Linked DNA regions of Ovis aries: region 1 is linked to region 2. A link is a contact called in public Hi-C data. All regions are on one chromosome and are shown on one strand. The core of a region is the stretch at or near the end of the contact, and the rest is flanking DNA. Distances in the headings are between cores, read along the strand shown.

Region 1 (2,884 bases), core at 116-2,615, 88 kb before region 2:
AGTTCAATCTCTGGTCAGGGAACTAAAATCCGACAAGCTGCTTAGTGCAGTGAATGAATTAATGGATATATAATCACTTTCTCAAATACAATTTTCTTTGGTGGATAGTTTTACATAGCTAAGACTTATTACCAGTCTAAGCTTTGGAGAAGTTAAGTTCTAAAATGAGCCTTATCTGGTTTTCCCCTCTTTCTCTTTCGCTATATTAAGAAGAAAAAACAAAGCCTGCTGGTTTCCTGTCAGCATACTGTGCATGCTCTCTGGCAGCAAACCAGAAACTGGTGCGGGCAAGAGAGGGTTCAACCTCAGCACACACAACGCGGCCAGTCCGCAGCTACTGACAGGGCATGTTTATCCATGTAAGCTGTGCTCCATGGATTAAAACAGCTTTTCGGGGTTAAAAGGAAACAGAAATATAGTGAGTGTCTATGTTGCCTTTAATGGTGCTGCTAACAGCTACTACTCATATCTCTTACTATTTACTATCTGCCTGGTGATATTCTAAAGTGAAAGGAAAGTGAAGTCACTCAGTCTTGTCTGACTCTTTGCGACCCCATGGACTGTAGCCTACCAGGCTCCTCTGTCCACGGAATTTTCCAGACAAGAATACTGGAGTGGGTTGCCATTTCCTTCTCCAGGGGATCTTCCCGACCCAGGGATCGAATCCGGGTCTCCCGCATTGTAGACAGACGCTTTACCGTCTGAGCCAGCACTGCACATATATTAATCCATTGAACTCTCACTACAACCCCAGGAAGTAGAGGAACAAACTATTGTTAAAAAGATTAAGTAAAATGCCCAGAATCTCACAAATAAGTGTGTGAGTGGTAGCCCTGGGATTCAGACCCAAGTAGTCCAGCTCCAGGAGCTGTGTCTTCACCTACCACAGTCCACTGACTAAGGTATCTGTCATTTCAGAAATACTGAGATGTGTGTGGGGGGGGGGGGGGGGGGGGGAATACATCTCAGCATTATAACATATTCATCACATTCAGTGCAAAAGCCTTGTCAAGTGTGCTTTCCCTGCTATTTTTCAGATAACAGCATGGCGTGAATTCACACTTTTGTTCTTCCTTTAGCTTAGCAAACAGGTGTTGAGGGCCTGCCCTGGCCAGACTGATGGTGCTGGGGAAGTGGACAGTTCCCACCAATTACAACACGGGGCATGGAGCACAACTGCACAGGCAGGCACGCCCCTCTACCCACCACCCCCACACACTCAGGGCGCCCTCACAGAGTAAACAGCCTGCACTCCTACATTTATCAGATAGGTTTCCAGTAGTAGGAAGTCCTATGCAGTACCTTGTTCTAATTTGCACAAAGGCCCCTGTGGGTGAGCAACCCAGTTACTGTGACCCAACACATGCAGCAGGAGAGGAAGTAGCACCCAGGAAGTGGTCCGCCCTGCTTTCACAGAGGAAACCGACACAGAGCGGAGAGAGATGAAGGGGTGGGAAGAGGGCTTCAGGTTCACAGAAATGACAAGCAGAGGGAGGGCAGAGTGGCAGAAGCAGAGCTGCAGAAGTACAGAAGGGGAACCATGAGAAATGGGTCTAGAAATGGAGGCATTTGCTCAGCGAGGCATCTACCCTGTGTGGCTGGGGTTGACTCTGCAGGAAAGGGCTGCAGAAAGAAGGAGAGGGATGGGATAGGGCATGACCAGACAGGTGACTTCTGCAACAGCCCAGCCTACAGCTCAGACCAGAGTGGTAAGAATCCATCAAAAGGACAGTTTCTTAAAATATTTAGGACAGTTCTTATATATTTGCTAATTTATACACCAACTTCTAAAAAGAATGATGGGGCTACCAAGGATATTTCATGTCAGAAGAGAAGTAAACAGATGGATAAGGAAATGAAAACAAATGGAAAACAATTTTAAGAAGAAAAAGCTGGGGTAAAGTTAGTACCCCAAACTACACACTGTCATGCACTAGCCGTTTCCTCAAGGTGGCCACAGTCGTGACACCGAGCATCCTATCTGCTCAGCAGAAAAGGGAGCCTAAGTAGCTACAAGGTCCAGAGCGTCCATGGAGGAACACCACCCTCCTGATACCATACCTGCTATTCCTCCCACACGTGTTCAGAAAGGCAATCTCTCAAGTGGGTGGTGTTACAAACAGCACCCCTAGATCTTTTTATAAAATATCATAATCAAAACCACAATCGCAGTCCAAGAAAAAAAAAGCATAAATAGAATCTCACAAGTGACCCAAATAGTAAGGACTTAGTCGGTAGCTCAACTGGGCTACTCTGACTCCGTGGAGCGCTAAGGCAGTCATGATCCACCTGGTCTCCAGGGAGCCACTGACTGTGTCCAAGCAAGGAGAAGGGATTGGGATGGGAGAAAGGGGGGCTCAGTCTCTGCTCCTTTTTACCCAGCTTCAGTTTCCCTGCCCCATTGGCTAACTTTTGAATAAAGTATTCGGCAGCCCTTAATGTCACAAAAAAATTCCAAAAAGCTCTGTAAAACTAGAGACAGACTTTAGGCTACCTCCAAGAAGGTGACATTTTATATCTAAGTGTTTGATAAGAATTGAAGATTTTTTAACGAAGTGAAAATCTCCCAAGAAACTCAAATTCAATTACTCTTCTTATTGGTTAGTCACCAAGTTGTGTCTGACTCTTTGCAACTGCAGGACTGTAGCCCGTCACACTCCTCTCTGTCCATGGGGATTCTCTAGGCAGGAATACTGGAGTGGGTTGCCATTTCCTTCTCCAGGGGATCTTCTCGATTTTTTTTTTTTTCGCTTTACAATTAACCGAGAGGAAAGGGTTGCAACTCATTTTGAAAACTAAGGGATGGTTAGTCACAGGAAGGTAGAACTAACCTAATAGCTCTGCTCTGATGCACAAAGAGTACTTGGGCCCCAGTGGTTTCAAA
Region 2 (2,826 bases), core at 229-2,728:
TCATAGCAGCATTATTTAGGATAACCAAAACAACTGAAATACCCATCAACAGGACCAATGGATAAATAACTGGTGGTATATCCACACAGTGAAACAATATTCAGCAATAAAAAGAAATGAAGTACTGATACACTTCAACACGTTAAGCGAAAGAAGACCACATGGTTTATAATTTTATCAGCCTATTCTAGAATTGTCCAGAATTGACAAATATATTTATATATTCAGCAGATTAGTACTTCCTTAGAGCTAAAAGTGGGGTAAGGAGGAACTCAAGGGAGACTGCTAATGGGTACAAGGTGTCTTTAAAAATGGTTTAAAACTGTGGTTGTCGGATGTACAACTTTGTGAACGCACTAAAAAGCAATGTGTGTTTTAAAATTCCATGGTGTGTGAACTATATCTCAATCAAGCTGTTATTTTTCAAAAGGACTGCAGGTTGGGCTTTTTCTCCCCAATTTTAACTCCATTTTCCCCTCAGTTCCTAAAACAGTGTCTGGCAATAACCACGAATTCACTAAATTCTGACTGAATGGAAAAGTAAATTTGCAAACGTGGGTAAACCATTATAATTAGCCAAAGAGATGAAATTACTGCAGGATGGCATGACAGGGGCATAGAGCATGTATGTGTAGGTGTGTTTCCCATGAACAGGAGATGAGACTGAAAAATTCAGCAGAAACAAGACTTTGAAGTGTCTTCAATCCAGCCAAAGGAATTTGTACTATCCTGAATCAAATGGGAAGGCCAGTAAGGTTTTAAGTAGAGGATTAACAGTCAGATCTGTGTTTTAAATGTGTAAGTTCAAGTAGAGAGTTGCTTATATCCAAAGGTGAAGGTGAGCAATGCCCCTCAGGTAAGAATAAAGAGGAATAAGGGGAAGAGGCCAGGAAAAGCAGCAAAATATAATACTTGTGCGTTTTTTGAATTACAGCCCTTTCCACACACGCACAGACTGACAAACATGCATACGCACGCTTATACGAACACCCGAAAATCACTTAAACGCTGAAAATCACTTCTATGGTCAGCCCCCTTATGGAGCTCAGCTGTGATAGAAACGAATGATCAGGACCACCGAGCCACAGTAATCTTTTATACAATCATCTAGGCAGGGTCTCTCTCAAACTGTTGTAACCTGGGACCACCGACAAAGTGCAGTTCCACCTCTTCACAAATGTGCTCCTGGAAATGCTCACCAAGGACCACGGGGCAAGGTCACGATTAGCCCACCAGGGGTCACCCAATCAGGCAGCTCCAGGAGGTGGCGACCCAGCAAGGAGGTGGCCCCTGACGTGCTGCCCTAGCAACAGTCCGCCCCTCGCGCAAAAGCGGTCTCCAGAACGACGGGAACAAATGCTTCTGGAGTAGGACTGACCCGACTCTTTTTTCCCGCGTGGACGCTAACCTGTTAGGCGTAGAAACACCTAGCCGCAGAGAGCATGACGGCCCCTTCCGGAAGTGGAGCGTGTGGGAGTGGGTGGGGCAAACGCCGGCGGGTGGACACGCCCCGCGGGGAGCAGTCGAGACTTCCGACGTCATCTCCTCTAGGGGCTAGAGCAGTCAGGTTTGAATGAATGATTTCATATCAGGGCGCCAAAGCGACGGCATCTCAGGCTGAAATTGGTTCCGCTCCCCGGCTTCTCAGAAGCTTGTCGAGCGCGAGTAGGGCATTTGTGTTCTCAAAGCTCAGCTTTCTGTTTTGTGCACGCCATTAGCCCCCAACATACTGTCAGTCCATCAGCGGTTGCCTAGAAAATTTAAAACCACTGGTTCCTATTGCTCCTCGCAGGGATCTGGCGCTTCGATTCACCTCCAAGGATGCGAAACCACGAGCCATCTGAGCATCGCTCTGGCATTGAAGTCCATCTTGCCGATTCGACTGAGGAACTTAACGCTAATTTCTTTTATTCATTAAATATTTATTAAATTCTTACTGTGCTCCAGGGAATGGATTGTTAAGAAAAAATGTAATGCATTAGTACTAGTAATTACTTAATAAAGCGATCAGACTCGTCTGGCAGTATGTAAGTGTTCAATAAATGCTAGTTATTATTATTTTCATCTTGATTATTCCACTGTCATCATCGCTACTATTAACGTCACCCTTTACTTTAATGACAAGCTTGAAGTTCAAGTGTTACCTACCACCCAGGCCCTTGGATTCTTTAATCAAAAGAAACTGATAGAGGCCAGAGAGAAACAGAGCAAACCATACGGAAAAGAGAATTAGTAAGCTCGAAGACAGAAACCTAGAAATGATACAAATAGAAGAGAAAATTAATATTAAAAAGAGAGAAGAAAAAAAGAAAATGGGGACATTTTGACACAGCTACTTTGAGAAAACAATTGAGCAGGCCATTACATCGTATCATAAAAGTTAAGTGTAAACTAGACAATATTTACCTCAAAGATTAATAAAATTAGCATTAGGTAGGTTGGAATGAGGAGAAGGCAATGGCACCCCACTCCAGTACTCTTGCCTGGAAAATCCTATGGACGGAGGAGCCTGGAAGGCTGCAGTCGATGGGGTCGCTAAGAGTCGGACACCACTGAGCGATTTCACTTTCACCTTTCACTTTCATGCACTGGAGAAGGAAATTGCAACCCACTCCAGTGTTCATGCCTGGAGAATCCCAGGGACGGGGGAGCCTGGTGGGCTACCGTCTATGGGGTCGCACAGAGTTGCACATGACTGAAGTGACTTAGCAGCAGCAAGTTAGAATGAATGTCTTTTCTTACTTATCTTACATACTGTCATCATGAAATTGAGTCCTGACTAGTTTGTTTACAAGAAATTTTACAGTAAAACTTTCAGTTTTAAAC

Evidence for each region. A called contact is a pair of places that touch in the nucleus more often than the background predicts.
Region 1: a Hi-C map of blood shows a contact between it and region 2, with 2.2 times the contacts expected there. The contact joins the enhancer-like site here to the promoter of LOC101118606 in region 2. A contact is called at or near these places in 2 of 16 Hi-C or Micro-C datasets (blood and skin fibroblasts).

Annotation. Positions count from the first base shown.
Region 1 is chr4:79,110,507-79,113,390 of ARS-UI_Ramb_v3.0, reverse strand. All of the region lies in intron 1 of LOC101118606 (cytochrome c oxidase assembly factor 1 homolog), which reads right to left. Among named protein-coding and RNA genes, the nearest start is that of STK17A, 58 kb to the left of the region's middle. Within about 2 kb of position 1,365, at least 27 of the 54 cell types and tissues checked have an H3K27ac peak or open chromatin away from gene starts, as enhancers often do.
Region 2 is chr4:79,022,432-79,025,257 of ARS-UI_Ramb_v3.0, reverse strand. LOC101118606 (cytochrome c oxidase assembly factor 1 homolog) reads right to left here and starts at 1,478. Exons shown (of 6, transcript XM_060414798.1): 1 at 1,379-1,478.